4 separate regions of the Mus musculus genome follow, and all the other regions are linked to region 3. Evidence: chromatin contacts called from public Hi-C and HiChIP or PLAC-seq data. All regions are on one chromosome and are shown on one strand. Each heading gives the region's core, a stretch centred on a gene start, on an enhancer-like site or on the middle of the called end of the contact. The rest is flanking DNA. Distances are from core to core; before and after follow the strand shown. Region 1 overlaps Cryl1 (crystallin, lambda 1). Region 2 has its middle 65 kb from the start of Gm23593. Region 3 holds the start of Gjb2 (gap junction protein, beta 2). Region 4 has its middle 98 kb from the start of Gm23593.

Region 1 (4,573 bases), core at 1,444-3,943, 210 kb after region 3:
CTCTGAAATTCTAATTACAGGACTGGGTGGGCCTGAGATGGCAATCAACAGCCCAGGCCGGCCACAGGTAAGGAGTGTTCCTGGGAACTTGGGTTGAGGAGGGCAGCCTGCTCCAGATGGAAGCAACCCAGCATGAGAAAGTGCCCTCCTGCACCTCTGGGGACCGCACTGAGGGTCACTCTTACCAAACCGGGTCCCTGTTCACCTGGGAGGCAAGGTACCCCCAACATCCCTTTATGACATTCACTTTCTCTTCACAATGGCCAAAGAGCCAACGATTGGAATCAACCAGATGTTCCTTAACTAGAAAAATCTCAAGCCCCTATCCCTGACCTGATACGGGTGGGACTGAGGTACCTGCAGTTTTCACAAGCATCCCGGAGATTCCTAAAGCTCAGAACCATTCTCAAGTTCAGCTCCAAAGAGCAATGTGACCTTTTTAAAGGAAAGAGTGGGTATGCCCCACATTTGGGATTCTACCAATGTCAGGATCCCCCCACCTCCTAGGTCAGTAGCATTTAACCTTCCTAACGCTGCAACCCTTTCATACAGCAACCCATGCTGTGGTGACCCCAACCATAAAATTATTTTGATTCTGTTATGAATCTTAATATAAATATCTGATATGCAGGATGTCTGTTTAGAACTGCTGTCCTAGCTGCTCACTGCCACCAACAGAGTCGTACTAGCATCTTGTTCACTTCTACAACGCTAATTGCCCAGCCAACTTCACTGGGACATTTCATTTATGTAACATTTAAGGGAATGAAAAGAACCCCAAAAGCCCAACTACAGAAACTCAGTGTCAAAGTGATATCAGAATAACTCCTCACAAATAAAAAATGTCAGCAAGCCTATAATCCCAGCATTTGGGACGTAGAGGCAGGAGGATCAAAATGGTCAAGGGTATTGTCTGCTGGAGAGTTTGAGATTGAACAGAGTCTCAGAAGAATATATAACTGACAGACAGATAGATAGATAGATAGATAGATAGATATACAGATACTCACAAGAAATAATAAACAAATAAAACAGAGGCTAGAGAGGTGGCTCCAAGGTCAATGACATTTGTTGCTCTTGCAGAGGACCTGGGCTCAGTTCCCAGCATCTACATGGTAGCTCATTGCCATCAGTAAGTCCAGTTCTGGGGCATTCAGTGCCCTCTTCTGGCTCCTGTGGGTACTAGGAACACACAGGTGCACAGATATGCACACAGCCAAAACACTCATCACAAAAAAATTAAAATTCTTAAAAAATATTCTTCTTAAAGTTTTATTCAAAAGGGAAGGGGTCCACACTGTGTGTGTGTTTAAACCTTTTAAAAGTATAATCGGGCCATATGAGCGTCACATCTCAAAGAGAACCAAAGAACAGAGTCATTTAAGAACTGTAAAGCCCATTGTGTTCTGTCCCCTTATCAAAAAAGGAAAAAGAGCCACAGTGGCTGGCCGTTCCCACTGAGTCCCTCCTGGATCACTTAAGTCTGTGAGGTTGGTTCAGTTTAAATGGAGCCTTGGAGTCAAGCCAGAGGTGAAGGCCGACTCAGAGATCCTGTGAGCCCCGAAAAGAATGGCCTCATTGTGCGCTGTCATGCAGATTCTCCTCTGAAATTCTATGCCTTTTCTCCAAATCGTTTGATCATGACAGAGGCAAGAAAACTTGAACCAGAGGAAACCCAAACCTGCTACAATTATGTAAGGGTTTCCAGTGGCCTGCTGGCTTGACATTTGGTTGCTCTTGCTGTGGTAGCCCAGTTGTGTGAGATGGATGGAGTCACAGACCTCAGGCTTCAAGCCATGTCAAACGCTGGGCTCAGCTCCCTGCTGTCCACAAAGGTAGCTCATTTTAGTCAGGACCTCAGACCCCAAAGGCTGCCGCCCTCCTTGCCCTGAAGGGTGTATAGATGGGTCAGATAGCTAAGGCAGAGGGGTGTGGCCACTCACTTGTCTCTCCTCCACACCCTCCTGCTTCTCCAGTCAGTCTGCCTTGGAGGGGTGCATTTCTATAAAAAGCTGCTTTGTGTGAAATACTTCAGTGGCTGCCATCACCACAGCAGGCAACCAGCTTGCCTCTGCCTAATTAAAGTCTGACCACATCTCCCTACAGAGCTGGTTTATATTGTTTGTTTGTTTGGATTTGCTTCGTTTTGAGGGAATGGGAATGAACGCCACATCTAACAAACGATCCGGTCACACACAACCAATACCGCAGGCGTGCCCAGATTTGGGCAGCAAAACCAAGCAATGAACACTTGGGAAGTAGATTATGACAAAACTTAATTGTTAATTAAGAATTCCTTTTTTTTTTTTTTTTTTTTTTGGTTTTTCGAGACAGGGTTTCTCTGTATAGCCCTGGCTGTCCTGGAACTCACTTTGTAGACCAGGCTGGCCTGGAACTCAGAAATCCGCCTGCCTCTGCCTCTCAAGTCCTGGGATTAAAGGCACGCACCACCACCAGCAGCAATTAAGAATTCTTAATGGCTGTCGAAATCAGCCTCCTTTTTTTTTTTTTTTTTTTTTTGGTCTGAGGCAGTAGTCAAGGCTGACCTCCCACTCGATATGTAACAAAGGCTGATGTGAAACTCTAGCAGCTCCTGACCTCCCACTTCCTCCCCTCCCCCTCCCCCTCAGGCTTATGCAGCATTAGGGATCTAATTCAGGGCCTGACAATTGAGTCACATCCCTGTCCAACTCTCACTAGCCTCCAGACCCAGACATTAGATGAGGCTAACCGTCAACACTGCTGCTTTTGCCCCTTCCCTTCTCAAACAGAGGAAACTGAATGATGGAGTTATGAGTATACTTTTTTTTAACTACAACGTTTATAAAAGTAAATGTCAGGCAAATGGCAGTGTCTGGTCGGCAGTTAAAGCTACCCGGATGGTTGAGAGCTTTCAGGGCTGTACTTGGGTGAATCTGCGCAGTGGCAGTCGGTCAGCTCACTGGGCTGGTTCCCAGAGAGGGCACAAGTACCTGCTTTTCAAGTCCTGCCTGCTGGCCACAGGACACGCAGTCCCACAGACGGTTGCCATGAAAGGCAAAGATGAGGTTTTGCTGAGTTTTGATTTTTTTTTAATGGCTCCCACCCCACCCTGCCTCACCCAGTCACCCCACACAATTTAAATAGCATCCTGTGACTCATGTAAAATATGTGGATGAAAACTTCAATGTGCTTTCCAAGAAAACCCACATATGACTGTAGTGCCTGAAGTATTTTACACACAACGTGGTTCTAGGAGCGGGTTTGACTGTGGAGGAAGCCGACTGGGAAGGCCAGGGAGACACTCTTGGGCTGGAGGGGAGCAGAATTCAGACAGCGCAGGCAGACTGTGAGGCCCTCTCACCTTGTCATCACCGCCTCTACTTTCTCCTCAGTGTCTTCCCCAAGAGCGCAGCCTTTACAAGCTATCATCAGGCTGCCACTCCTGAGGAGATAGACAGGAAAAGGGAGAGAGGAAGAGGAGGAGAGTCCTGCTCCGGAGGAAGTGGTGTCAAAAGGAAAAGATGTTCATTTTCAACACCAACCTCTCAGCCAAATGAATGGTACTCTGCCCAAACCAGGAGCTCATTTACCCCTGAACATCAAATTAAAGTGTTTTTGGTTGCTTGGTTTTGAGGGTATTAAAGGTGCTCACTCTGCTAGCCTAGAAGTTCCTGCAATGATCCAAAACAAACTACACCCAGAGATTTTCCCAAGGGAAACAGCAGAGCAGAGCCTCCTGGGCAGGCGGGAGGTGGGGGAGGGCAGCTGGGAGAGAGGGTGAGAGGTCAGTTCCCTGAGCTTAGGTGTTCTGCTTATAGAGATTAATGCTGTCTGTTCGAAAATGCAGTCCTGCCTCCGGTGACCTCACAGCACCTCAGAAACAAATGTGGTTCAGCGCCATCCCTCTGAGTACCTTCTCCCATCCTCATTCCAGGGATACTTCTGTACCTTTTATGAGATCATTTATTTAGAATTTAAATGCTTGACATGAAAAAAATAATAGAATAAAAACAGTTCACTTACATCCCTATGTCATCGCTCTAGGGTATTTCTAGTCTTTCCTAGGAGGAAGAGGTGATGTCAGTCTAAGTGCCATGTGCTAAGCCATTGTATGGATGGAGCTTCAAGGGAAGTGACATTCTTAAATACAAGTCACTGAGGTTTCTTTGTTCTTGTAGGGTGTTTTTTGGTTTGCGTTTATGGGTCTGTGTGTTTGTTTAGACAGGATCTCATGTGGCTCAGGCTAGCCTTGACTTTACCCTCTGTCTCCCTGTCCACCTCCCAAATGTTAGGAGTACATGTGTGAGTCACTATACTTGGTTACAAGTTGGTTAAACTTTCAACAACAAAAAAGAAAAAGAAAAAAAAAAAAAAAAAGCTGCCCAACCACAGTAGACCAGACCAGGATCTCACTCTGTAGCCCAGGCTGGTCCAGAATTCACTAGGTAGCCTAGGCAAACCCCATCTCTGCCTATGGCTGTACCACCATGCTACATTTTAAAGAAGACACTCTGCTATTTCCAATAAGTTAAAAATCCACTTTAAAGCCACAACATTTGTTTTATTTAATGGTGACAGCCAGATTCCATGC
Region 2 (4,337 bases), core at 1,164-3,663, 160 kb after region 3:
CCATTGGTCGTGCAAACTTTATATGCCTCAGTATAGGGGAATGCCAGGGCCAAGAAGTGGGAGTGGGTGGGTAGGGGAGTGGATGGGGGAGGGTATGGGGGACTTTTGGGATAGCACTGGAAATGTAAATGAAGAAAATACCTAATAAAAAATTTTAAAAAACAAAAGAAATGTTGTCAAGGACCAAGAAGAAGATTTTATGGACATCATAATAGTGACACTCAGAACCAAGGGTGAGACGTCAGGAGACAGACTTGACTCATTCTGGGAAAGGATGTCCCAGGGCTGCTGCAGCTCCCTAGAGGGGCACCTGCTTAGCATGTCATTTTATTCCATTTGTTGAACCGAAGCATCAGATAGAACTCAGAGGGAAGGGAAGGTCTTTCCCATTTCAGTATGTCTGAGACTTTGTTTGAATTTCCAGTGTCACACCCCCTGGAGGCCATCCTGTCTCTCTGCCAGTCTGTGGCCACTCCACTTGGACGGCGCCTTCACTCTGTCCAGCAGCCGGGGCACTCAAGACCCAGGAGACTGTTTTATCTCCTCATATTTATAGAATCTAAACAAGGTAGATTCTCAACAAGTACTCATTAAATAAACTAATGACTAGATGCTCAACTTCTGGCCACTCCTAGTAATGGCTGTCTTGGAATTTGGATCAAGAACAGAAAACAACTACACACACACACACACACACACACAAATATATATGCATGTATACAGCTATATGATAGATATGTATCTCCTCAAAGCACAGAAAACATAAAATAAGACTGCAAAGATAGAGGTGTGCACTCTAAGGGACATACCATCAAGCTAAGATGCTCTCAACCACTAACCTGCATTGAAAACCTCTGGAGCCAGGATCAGGGTCTCGGTTGCCAATGATGGATGATGCTTATCCCTGAGTCATAGCTATAGCCTAGTAAAGGATACATTCCTGAGCTTATACTACTAGTAATGAATTTAAAAGCCTCACTGATCACCTTTGCAGCAGCTACCACGAACTCACACTGGAAATGCAGATAAAGCATCGCACCCACTTCTTATTCAAGGAGAACACATTTTCACCCTGTGTTCCTGTTAATAAACTGAGAATGGTCCAGCCTGCGGCGTAGCTCAGTGGTAGAGCCCTGGCTTAGTATCCACAAGGTTTAATTCCCCAACACAAAGCAAGCAAATATAAAAAGGAATGATGGTGGACCTGAGGATGTTCAGCAAGTGCTTGTCATGCAAGAAGGAGGAGCTGTTTTAACTCCCAAGAGCCCATGTAAAAGACAGATGGTTGGGAGATGTACATTTGCCATTCTAGCACTGCAAGATAGAGACGGGAGGGTCCTTACAGGCCACTGGGCAGGTAATTTAGCCAAATCATAGATCTCCAGGTTAGACACTGTCTGAAGAAATAGATGGAGAAAGAAGACAAGTGATGTCGACCTCTGACCCCTACACACGTACAAATAGAGGCATGTGTACCTGACACATATACATATACATAGCACGCATGTGTGTGTGCGCGCACATACACTAGGAACCTGTGTTTCTCCTTTTTACCATCATTTAGACTCAAGAAAATGTTTTCTGTCTAAAATACCACATGGCCAGGCATCTTCCTGCGAATCCTCTCAAAAGGCCTGAAGGATAAGAGACACATTCCGACGTCAGGGACATTTCCCAGTCGGCTTCAAGGATGTAAGCGAGATGAAATGGAGTTATTTGGAAGAATCGTGCAGGTGAGGAGGAGGAAGATGAACAAAATCCCTCATGCTGTTGACTGCACTGAGAACACAAAATGGAAAGGCCGTTTTTCAAAAAGAAAGAGAAGACAAGAGAAAGATAAAAGGATCAGTTAATATGGTCATGTAGGTATGGAGAGTGGCATTGGTTAGATGGAAGCCAGAGACTACCTGCAGTCTGGCTGGCTAACCACCAGGCAAGGCTACCCCTGCCCTATGTCAGGGTGGACAAGCCAGAATTCTGGTTGGGACATGAATTCTACATCAGAGTGCTGGAGGGTGACAGAGAGGAGGTGACATTTGCACCTGAACTGATAGAAGATACAGAAAGTCGAAAGCCTACAGAAAGCTGAAGAGGTAGCTTATCTCTACTAGGTGCAAATGAGCCCCCTCTCTGCACCCCACCCCAGCGAGGAGACACCTTTTCACTAGGAAGATAAAAGGCTGGGAAGGGGAGCTTGAGAGAGACCCAGTCCTCTACAGGCCCCAGCTCCCTTCCCTTCTACAGCCTTTGGCTTTGGGCAGGAAGGATTTGGGGACACAGTGGCAGATGTCCTTTTGGCACTGAAGGTCCTATCTATACAGAGTGTTCTTTCTGGACAGCTTTTAAGTGCTGACTTTAGAGCTGAGGTGTGGCATGGCGTGGCATGGACAAACCTGGTTAACTTTTACCTCAAAATCTGACTCAGCCCACAGGATCTTGAGAAACAATGACTGACTAAGCTTCCTACCCTGTGGTCTGTACTGCTCAGATCCAAGCAACAGGTGAAAGTCCCAACCACAAGTTTCTTAGGACTGAGGGTGTGGCTCAGTAGTACTACACTCACCTAACATGTGTTATAGTTTTGAGCCCCGGCACCACAAAAATTATTTTTCTCTTCTTCTTGATTTATCTTGTGGTGTTGGCCCTGAAAAGCGACACTGGCAGAGACAGTTTGAAATCCAGACTTGGAGAGTCACCTCCTTTCCTGTCAGTGAGAGATGAGAAGGACCCACAGATCTCTCCAGAGTCACCCAGAATGCATAGGGAGGTAGACAGAGTTTCCAGCAGTGTTATTAGAAGGTTGAGAGAGACCAGACTCATGCCTCACACCATGTAAAACCATGAGGGGTTGTATGCTGTTGAGGCCATCCCTGTGCCCCTGTGACCCTACCTACAACTGCTAGCTACTGGGCTCGCATTATAAGCCCCAGACACTAAACAATCTCATATCAACATAAGACACCAAGACAACAGGAAGCAAGGTCCAGAAGGATTGGGCAACTTGCACAAAGCTTCCTACTGCAGAGGGCAGGCAGTCTGGCCCCAGAGTCCAGGTTTCTAACCTCCGTGTTTTGTGACTTCTCCGAGCCATCCACAAGGTACAGTTGCATGGCATTAATCTTCAAGTCCATGCTACATTGGTCTTGTCTCCCATTAGCAGCAGCTGGCTTCCCACTCTTCTGAAGGGGACCATCCAGCTCAGAAATCTGTTCTCAGGTTAAGTCTGTCCTCTCATCAGAATTCACAACTGGGTGATGAGGACACAGAATGTGTCATGAGCTAAACATCAGACCCCAAGACTTGCCTGAACACCAACATGTCCCCATGGTCTAAGTCCCATGGATTGGAGCTCTTATTTGCAATGAAGAAATGCATTCTGCCTCATCTTAAAATGGCTTCCTGACTCATCTGTCTTCCTCTCTCCTAGTCCATTCCCCAATTGTCATGGTGACTCCTGGCTGCCCTTGGTGAGGCTCCTTTTTCCCAGGCCAGGCTGGAGCCTGTGTTTGCCTGTGTACATCTTCCCAGAGTAGCATAGGTCTAGAGTCTCCTTTCCACATCCCAGAGAGGTCTGCCAGCCCTCCAGCACAAGCAGTAAGCTTGCTGCTTCCATAACCTTGGAGAAGGTCCCTTGGGAATCCTGTAAGTTTCATCTACATCTAAGGAAGTTTGTTTACTTGCTAATTAACTTCCCCTCCCCACCATCTACACTCACCTACAATACCATACACTTCCTAAAGCTGGGGGTGCAGGAACTAGGTTAAATCAGTGGTGGTAATGGCGGTGATAGTGATGGTGGTGGTGGTGGTGGTGGTGGTGGTGGTGGTGGTGGTGGTGGTGGTGGTGGTGGTGATAGTAGTATTTAGACAGAGATAGTGGTGAGAGTGATGAAGGTGTTTGTGATGGTATTGAGCAATTAGTGGTAAGTTACTGAATGTTCAGTAAGATCTTGCATTAGACCCCAGCACTCTGCGCTGAGATCATCTACTATATGTCAAGATACTTGGTTTCTCTACTGCATACTGCTTCATCTGTACATGGTTGAATTAGTTTACTGAGGTTTGTCATACATGGGAAGCCAGCCAGGGGAGGGTGATGGAGGTCATGTCCACCAAACTCTGGTCTTGATGATTGAGAGTCCCTAGAGCAGGAGGTCCAATGTTAATTGCACTATGGCTTTTAGTATAAAAATAATACATGCTTGTGATAAAAGCCAGAGTATAAAGGAAAACACACATGCACACACACACACACAAACACAATTAGAACTATTCAGAAATAAGCAAGCTTAACATTTCGAGGTCCTTCCTCCCAGGTGGTTTTTATGAAAATCTCCA
Region 3 (4,115 bases), core at 234-2,733:
TGTCTTAAATGGCCTTTCTAAGTGGAAGGAGAGGTTAAAATTTGACCTCACAAAGGGGTTAGGAGTACTAAGCCAGCAGGTGAAATCGTCAATATTCAACTGTGGTGTAGGAGGTGATTTCCAGGCTGGCCTTAGGACTAGGTCACACGCAGGTCCCTACCTGGCATGGGACACCTGGAGATTGCCTTGAACCGGTGAATCATTCGCTCCTGAGTAGAAGGGAGCTTCTCCATGTTTATAGTATATACTGCATATGACCCTTATTTGCCTTAAAGGATACTTCGGGGAGCTGGTGGACTGCCTCTAGATGCTGACCCCACCGCACCCTCCACCCTTCTCATAATTCACTGGCTTTGCCCATAGTTCCCAAAGGACTCCGGGGTAAGTGTAGCCATGACTGAGCCAGGCTTCTCAGGACAATCCCGTGGACCTGAGCAATGGGTCCCATTTAGGCCTACGCTCCCTTCCCTTCCATTGAGGCAGCACCAAGGGGCTGATGCAATTGTCCTAAGGGACAAGTTTCTCAGCAGCACGCCATCTGTGAACCTGTGCCTTCCCTTCCAGCTGTAACGTCCCGCCTGGACGCAAATCCTTAAAAAGCATTTAAGGAAAGAAAAAAAAAAAAAGCAATCAAAATCTCCACCCGAGTGCAGGTTGGGGTTCCCCAGCTCGCGGGAGCGGCTACGGCCGCGCGTTTTGGGCGGTCGCCCACGTCACCCCAGTGCTTTAGGTGGTAAAGGTCAGTGTCTTCCCACGGAGGCTTCCTGCTTAACAAATGAAACTGAGTTTTCCTGCTCAGCTTTCGGTTAGCTAAAAACTTTTCAATGGCGGCAGACAACGCAGCCAGGAGGCCTCGGGAAAATTCTAGCGAAGGAATACTGGCGACACGTCGCAGTCGTGCGCGGAACAGCCTGGCCCCCGCGTCCCTCCCCACCCCGCGCTGTGCGGGACCTCCCGGCTCAGGCTGTGCGCGGCGGTGAGAGCAGCCGGCTCCAACCCCGAGCCGGGCCAGACGCCTGCAGCCGAAGAAACGCGTTCACAGCTCGGGTCCCTATGCACGGGTGGCGGTGGCCCGTAGGGACCGCGCAGCGCGTTCCGGCCTCGGTTTCCCAGGACCGTGGCGGCCCGCACCCCTCCTCGCACCTCACGCGTCCCTACTGGCTGAGTCTCGCGCCCCAGCCACCGTGGGGCGTTGCGGTCGGGGGCGGGTTACACCAGTGTGACTCGGTGGCGCGGATTGGCGGTCGCACCTGTGTCCGGAGGAGCGTGCAGCGTTGGGTGGCGGGAAGCGGCGAGGCGCTGTCCCCGGTAAGGAGCAGGTCTGAAGCGGGTCCCGGGGCCGCTCCTGGGTTGGTCCGAAATGGGTCGCCGGCTGATCCTGTGCTGGTCGCCGCGGGTCCCGGTGGAGGCTGCGCTCAGTGGACTGGAGCGCCGCCGACTGGCTGCGAGTTGGGAGAGCGGAGCGCGCCGCGCGCTGCGATCCTGGACACCTGTTGGCCGCGGCGCCTTTTAACCAAAGCCCTCACCCCGCCTCTCTCACCCTGGAGCGATTGAGAAAGTTGCGGAGGAGGCGGCTCCCAGTAGCCCGCCACCCCCAGCGCCACGGGCGGGGCTCTCCGGGCACCCAGAGCCGTCAGGGCCCGCCGAGTCGCGAGCTCTCCTGGAGCCTAGGTCACTCCCCACCCCACTCCGCCCCACCCCACCCCCAGCTCTCTTTGAGCTCAAGGCTCTTCCAGTGTCCTGTCCCGAGCGCAGCCTGAACAGAGCTGGTAGACCTGTGTCTTCACCCAGGACGCAGGTCGCAAAGCTCCAAGTCCCAGCTACTCGCTTTTGGGGGATTGGGTGATGTTGAAAGAGAGTTGATGTTGCTCTTACTACTCTCACTAGTGGAAAGTGTGCTGTTATATTCGAAGCTTCGCTGTAGTAATATTATATATACTTGTGTGTGTGTGTGTGTGTGTGTGTGTGTGTGTGTGTGCGTGTTAGATAAACGGACGGTACAGTTTTGTGTTGGCCTGCAGCTTCCAGTAGCGCACAGGAGACTCCTCTCCCGTAGTGCAGTGAGCTGAGGCATCTAGAATTCGGGTTCAAGGCAGACTAACAGAGGGCGCCGCCAGGGCTGGCCAAATTCTGGCTTCTATTTCTTTGAATTCCCGATTTAATTCGATCACTTTGAACAGGGTGCCAGTGGCTAGGACAGAAGAAGATGTAGAGGTGCGTCTCCAGGGCTGGCCTGGAAGTGGACTTGTCACAGTCTCTGGAGGGTTCTCTGCCTGTGCCCCCGCTCTCTGTGTCCTCTTTTCCACAACTGAAAGCATTGCAAGGAAGGGGCACCCAGATTCTGCCGGTGCAGGGGATGCGGAAGGGGGGGGGGAGCAGAAGAGGTTAGGCAAGCCCATCCCTCTTGGAGTCCAGGATGCTGGGAAGACCTGGGCAGCCTGCATCTACCTCTCTCCGCCAAGCTGTTCGTGGGTTTTGAGGGCTCGGTGTTCCACATTGCTTGGCTGTCTGGATAGTTTTGAGAGGAGTTACGGTGGACATTCACAAGAGCTAGCTACGCTTTGGGATACCTAGGCCAGCTAGCTTCACCTTACTACTTGCAACCCGAGTCCTACAGCTGCCAGGTTTGGAATGAAAACGGCACATCCCCACAAAGTTCCTTCAGATTAGCTTTACACGCAGTGAAGAGACTGATTCATTCTGACAAGGCCCGTCTGGTCGAAGGATTGGCTTTCAATGAAAGGACCATGGCTGAAGGTACATGCTTTCCCTGTAAAGCTGGCACATTGCCGCGGGCAGACCTGACTGCTCTTGCTTGGGCAGAGGAAGGTTGCACGCTCGCTTGCTACTACCCCCACCTCCTTTCTAACTGTAAGTCTTAGTCTAAGAGGGAGTGTCTCTAAGGAAGAGAGCCTCGGATCTGTGTCCAGCCCTTCAGAGAGAGAGAGATGTGCTGAATCAGCTTGTGTGGAATAACTGGCCAAGCAAGATGGGGTGGTACAACTCCCTTGGCCTGAGCACATCTAAAGATGAATCAAAGAGGAGATGAGGTAGTGGCAGCAGGCAGGGGTGGAAGGATGTTGGCACCTTTAGCTTCTCATGGGTCGTACAGTTTCCAGTCAATTGGAGCCCCTGTTCAGTGAGGATGACAGAAGCTTCTAGAATCATTGTAGGAAGCTGGCCAGTAAAAGATAGGTTGGAGATCAGAACTGCTTCACTTTCTCCATTGAACAATTTCTCCTGAGGGTTAGTGCCCACGTTATGATTACAGCTTCAGCGTCTAGCTCCCTAACTTGCTTCTACAGATTCGCCTAATGGCTGTGTGTTGGCTGATGGTCACAGGTGCTGGGAATATTAGGATGTATCGCTAGCTCATCTCCTCCTCTGTTCCAGCCATCCCTCCTTGTTTCTTGTTTTCTCACCAACTAGACCAGAGGCTCCTCTAGGGTAAGAAATGCTAAATTTATTTGTGTATGTGTATTCTCCAGAGGGGGAGAGGGGAGAGGGAAGGAGAAGGGAGGGGAAGAGAGGCAAGGAGAAGGGAGAAGGGAGGAGAAGGGAGGACAGGGGGACAGAGGAAGCTAGAAAAGAGCTAGGAAGGGCTTGATGGAGATTCTCTTCAAATGAGGCTATACGTGCATCTGATTAGCAGATCTTAAGAAAGAGTTTATGTACCCCTTGTTGCACGTTGCCTTTGTAAGGTGAGCACTGGAGCTAAACCATACTCTTTTCATCCCAGCTCCCCCACGTTTTCCTGTTTCAACGCTTGGGCCCACGAGGAGCTCAGTACCAGTGGGAACACAGCGGGAAGGGAACAGGACTCATGGACCTGCAGTGGATCCGCTCACCTTTGTCTCAGTCATGTGTGGAAACTAACCAGGTAGAGAATAGTTTTTGACTTGGCTTTAAGCAGAATCCCACGGCATCTTCTAGGTTGGCCGTGAATGGAGGGAACAGCAAGGCCAGACCGTGGTGAGGGGTGAGCAGGGGCCTCTGAAGCAGCTATTGATGATTAACCAGTGAGGATCGCTGACCACTGCACCTTGTCACATTCACGTGTCTGGACAGGTGAGGGCTGCTTTGCCCTGGTCAATACTGAGAACATAAACCCTCGT
Region 4 (4,089 bases), core at 349-2,848, 130 kb after region 3:
GATTATATCATCTCCCTTTCCTCTTCCAAGCCCTCCCATATACCCTTCCTCACCCTCTTCAAATTCATGGCTTCTTTTTTCTCATTGATTATTGTTATATACATATTTTTTGTATATACATGTATATTCCCAAATACATAAATATAACCTGTTTGGTCTGTAGTATATTACTTGTCTGTATGTTTTCAGAGCTGACCATTTGTATTGACTAGCTAGTCAGTTACTAAGCTAGCCCTCAGGGAGGAGACACTAAGGTCAATTCTCACTCAGGAGCATCTCTTGTTTCTGAAGTGCACGGTGCCTTCAGTGATAGGGGTTTATCTTCTACCTGGAGGGCAATAGCCATATCCTGTATGCTTTGGGAGTCTCTTGTATACTCCATACCAACAACTCCAACGCTCCTTGCCTTGCTTCCCTTCAGTGACGAATGGCAGTGTGGAAGAGCACGCCAGGTAAACCCTTTCCTCCCAGGTTGCTTTAGGTCATGGCGATTCCTCACAGCAACTAAGATGCCCCCTTTCCCAGATCCCCAGTCAGATCATTTGTATCCTGCTCTTCTCTATTGTTCCCCCACTCCCCATTCTCATGTATGGTCCTGTTTTTATTTTCCTGGTTTCTGGAGTGACTACGGGATCTGTACTCACATCTAAAGATTTGGATCTAGAAACCTCTGATGGAAGAGAACACACAATGTTACTTCACGCGATAGGATAGTGTCAAGTTCCAGTCATTTGCAGAGCTGGGCCCTGGAGAAGGCAGTGGGAGATCCATCCCTTCCCTCTCCTTTGTGTTGAATCTCAGCTTGTAGTTATAACCAAATTTTACATTAAACCTATTTGGTATTATTTTTACTACTTCACATCACATATTATACATAGCTCTTTGAAAACAAAACAAAAACAAAAACCGTTACCTCGGGACTAGAGAGATGGCTCCTTGGTTAAAAGTATTGGCTACTTTCCCAGAGAACCTAAGCCTGATTCCCAGCACCCAAAGGACTGCTTACAACCAACTGAAACTCCAGTTCAGGGATCCAACACCCTCTTCTGGCCTCTGTAGGCACCAGGCTTGCATGTGGTACCCAGACATTCGTGCAAGCAAAACACTCATACATATAAAAATAGATAAATAAATGCCTATTTAAAACCCTTGCCTCATCTGAAATTATCTGAATGTTGATTTCTTTGGATTCCCTTTCCTTTTGCCCTTGGGAAAAATAGGTCACCCCTGTGTCAGTTACTGTATGTTTTGGTCACTGTTCATAGTTTTAGAGAGGATGTCTAGGAGGGCAGGGTCACCTGTGGTGTGGCAATTGGGAGCTCCATGTGCAGAAGGAATGCAGACACAGCAGCAGAGAGTGCAGGAGGCCCGGAAGGTTCCACCATCCCCACAGCCCCACTTCCTCCCTCTGCCGAAGGGGTTGGGGGTCAGGCAGAGGCTTTAAGAGGGGCGTGGACAGGGTAGATTTCTGTTTTGGGAAAACCATCTATCAGAGGGCAGAGGACAGGGTGGAACCCAACACAGCTGAGAGCTTGCAAGGGGCTGGGCTGGGCAGCAGTGAAGAGGAACCTCACAGGGAGGAGCCCCTGGGGTGCAGGGGCTCTGAAACTGCCCTGTGAAAAACACTGCCTCATTGTCTTGGCAGTTTGGGCCCTGACCCAGTAGCAGCAGGTCAGACAATTGTTATATAAAGTTCCGAAAATTCAAACCTCCCCCTTCCTCCTTCATCCTTCTTAGCTACACGTGTGTCCATGAGTGGCAGAGCAGGCACTCACATAGAGGTGTGCCCACTGCAGCGGCTACAGCACTAAAGAAAATCCCTCTCTCCCCTTCCTCTCCCCCTTTCTTTTACTTCAAAGCAGAGTCTTACTATAGGGCCCGGCCCCTGTGGGCTGCTCACTTTTAATCCTCTGCCTTGGCCTATCTAGCACTGAGATCACACACCTGCCTGTGTCACTATGCCTGGCTTCCAGCACTTCTTTGAGTGCTGACAGACACCTCAAGTGGAAAATTCTTGTCCTTGCTTCATTTGACAGATCACAGTGAAAATGGGAGCCCACTAAAAATACTTTATAGGATTACCCTCGGGCTGTGTCTGAGGCGGGTAGGTAACATAAGGAATTTCAGGGTTAGACTTTAGTCCTGTCACCAAGACATCTATCTCTTTATACATATAAAAGTATTCCACAGTCTGAAAAAAGCTCTGAAATAGAGAATGCTTCTTGTCCATAGCATCATAGATAGAGACCCTTCAGACTTGTATATAAAACAGAATTGAAAAGTCAATTCAGGTGTGCACACACACATGCATGCACGCACCAGCACGCCTGACATCTCTCAGGGCTGCCGGGCATCACTCAGGTGACTGCTTGACGTGTTGATGTTTGTGTCTTTGGCTTCTTCTTTGAGTCTTTTGTTTTTCTTCTTTTATTTTATTTATGAGACAGGGTTGAGTTCATTGCATAGCTGAGGATGGCCGCCTTCTGCCTCTGCCTTCCACGTGCTAGGTTTTTGCTGATATACTACCACAGCAGGCGTACACGGTGCTGGAGCTCAAACCCCGGACTTCGAGCCTGCAGGCAACCAATCTCTCAAGTAAGCCACGTCCTTAGCCCTCTCTATAGGTCTTTTGATAGACATTTTATTAGCATGCATTATGTACATGCATGGGTAAAATAAGCTCCTGTAGCATGTTCTCTCTCTCTCTTGAACACACACACACACACACACACACACACACACGCACACACGGAGAGAAAGAGAGAGAGAGAGAATAGGGACTCTTGAAATTTATGTTTATGATTAAATGTCAAGTATGTGTGTGTGTGTGTGTGTGTGTGTGTGTGTATACATGTGAAGACAGGTGTTTACAAACACTCAGACTTTGGACAAGTGGGCCTAGAGAAGCAGAGCCGACTTCGAGGACAAATGATCACCTCTGTTTTCTTACGGAAAACATCCTCTCCTACTTCCTAAACATAAAAATCCTTTAATGGATGGTTAGGTGGAGTGTTTGCCGAACGAGCACGAGGACCTGAGTCTGTATCTAAACTCTCCAAGTGAAGCAGAGGGTGCCTGTGATCCCAGCACTGGGGAAGGTGGGAGGCAGGGCAGGGTGGGGAATGGAGGCAGACATACTCCCGGGAGCGTGCAGAAAAGCCAATCTACTTGGGCAGTGAGCTTCCGGTTCAGTGAAAGAGCCTGTCTCAGAAAACAAGGTGGGAAGCAAAAGCAGAAAATACCCCAGATTGACCTCTGCTCTGCATGTGAACCCACATATAGGCCTATCACACACACACACACACACACACACACACACACACACACACACACGATACCTACCAAGGGCGGCTCAAATATTTCTGAGCTCCCAAAAGTGCCTGAAGAGCTAGCCACTGTGGTCGGTGACCCTCTGCACCCAGGACAGCAGGGTGATGTCTTGATAGGGTTTTAATCAAACAGGTCCCAGAGCACCTACCCCTGGGAGAAGAAGCCCAAGGACCTTGCCCTGCTCTGGCCTAGGTGGTTCACATCCCACACCCAGTACTTTGTAGCTGGGTGTCCATCAGCAACTTACTTCACTCTCCTGAGCTGTGGCTGTCTCATCTTTAATGGGGGTAATTATAGCACAGGGCGGGTGCAGGAGTGTTGCAAATGCTAATCACCAGAGCATTATTATTAATCCTAATAACAGCCTTGCAGGCAGGCAGGGCAAAGGCATTACTGGTTTATAAATGAAGAGACAGCTCAGCACAGCTCAGGTGACTCATCCAGGGTCACAAGCTGCCTGCGGGGAGAGATGAGCTGGGTCGCAGATCCTCACACACCACTGCAATGCTGTTTTCTCTACCATACACCCAAAAGGGGAGACGAGGTAGAGACCTGAAACTGACATTTTATGGTTTTCTGATTAATAGTTTATTCGTAGCCAAGAGCCATGAATATTAGATCTTACCCCTTCTTAAGGCTTTACCTAAGACCTGGTTTCATACACTCCATTTGCTTCCATTGTAATATGACACTGCAAATGTATACATCTGTGTTCTATAGGCAGGAATGTCCAGGAAACACTAGAGCCACCATGAAAAG

The links. A called contact is a pair of places that touch in the nucleus more often than the background predicts. HiChIP or PLAC-seq counts read pairs in DNA pulled down with a chosen protein or histone mark.
Region 1: a contact with region 3 is called in an H3K27ac HiChIP or PLAC-seq map of embryonic fibroblasts, with 5 times the contacts expected there. The contact joins the enhancer-like site here to the promoter of Gjb2 in region 3. A contact is called at or near these places in 15 of 39 promoter capture datasets (the 3T3-L1 cell line, 3T3-L1-derived adipocytes, the HPC-7 cell line and 9 more), 1 of 15 datasets of contacts at CTCF or cohesin (pro-B cells), 3 of 484 Hi-C or Micro-C datasets (cortical neurons, embryonic fibroblasts and epidermal suprabasal cells), 18 of 115 datasets of contacts at active chromatin or transcription factors (the NIH/3T3 cell line, acute myeloid leukemia, embryonic fibroblasts and 8 more) and 1 of 9 other capture datasets (pancreatic islet).
Region 2: a contact with region 3 is called in an HNF4G HiChIP or PLAC-seq map of pancreatic cancer cells. The contact joins the enhancer-like site here to the promoter of Gjb2 in region 3. A contact is called at or near these places in 4 of 39 promoter capture datasets (embryonic stem cells, epiblast stem cells and liver), 5 of 484 Hi-C or Micro-C datasets (the HPC-7 cell line, epidermal suprabasal cells, gonadal supporting cells and 2 more), 7 of 115 datasets of contacts at active chromatin or transcription factors (embryonic stem cells, kidney, pancreatic cancer cells and 1 more) and 1 of 9 other capture datasets (embryonic stem cells).
Region 4: a contact with region 3 is called in a Hi-C map of rod photoreceptor, with 2.8 times the contacts expected there. The contact joins the enhancer-like site here to the promoter of Gjb2 in region 3. A contact is called at or near these places in 2 of 39 promoter capture datasets (hippocampal neurons and liver), 2 of 484 Hi-C or Micro-C datasets (embryonic stem cells and rod photoreceptor), 2 of 115 datasets of contacts at active chromatin or transcription factors (embryonic midbrain and neural progenitor cells) and 4 of 9 other capture datasets (adipose tissue, embryonic stem cells, liver and 1 more).

Annotation. Positions count from the first base shown.
Region 1 is chr14:57,314,223-57,318,795 of GRCm38.p6, forward strand. All of the region lies in intron 3 of Cryl1 (crystallin, lambda 1), which reads right to left. Among named protein-coding and RNA genes, the nearest start is that of Gm23593, 17 kb to the right of the region's middle. Within about 2 kb of position 2,694, at least 77 of the 459 cell types and tissues checked have an H3K27ac peak or open chromatin away from gene starts, as enhancers often do. A contact at or near this core is called in the NIH/3T3 cell line, the SN4741 cell line, embryonic fibroblasts and 4 more, where this site is marked.
Region 2 is chr14:57,266,083-57,270,419 of GRCm38.p6, forward strand. No RefSeq gene overlaps it. Among named protein-coding and RNA genes, the nearest start is that of Gm23593, 65 kb to the right of the region's middle. Within about 2 kb of position 2,414, at least 17 of the 459 cell types and tissues checked have an H3K27ac peak or open chromatin away from gene starts, as enhancers often do. A contact at or near this core is called in pancreatic cancer cells, where this site is marked.
Region 3 is chr14:57,103,219-57,107,333 of GRCm38.p6, forward strand. Gjb2 (gap junction protein, beta 2) reads right to left here and starts at 1,484. Exons shown (of 2, transcript NM_008125.3): 1 at 1,251-1,484. Gm32912 (a long non-coding RNA gene) reads left to right here and starts at 1,447. Exons shown (of 5, transcript XR_383459.4): 1 at 1,447-3,447; 2 at 3,740-3,880; 3 at 4,069-4,115.
Region 4 is chr14:57,233,038-57,237,126 of GRCm38.p6, forward strand. No RefSeq gene overlaps it. Among named protein-coding and RNA genes, the nearest start is that of Gm23593, 98 kb to the right of the region's middle. Within about 2 kb of position 1,599, at least 10 of the 459 cell types and tissues checked have an H3K27ac peak or open chromatin away from gene starts, as enhancers often do. A contact at or near this core is called in rod photoreceptor, where this site is marked.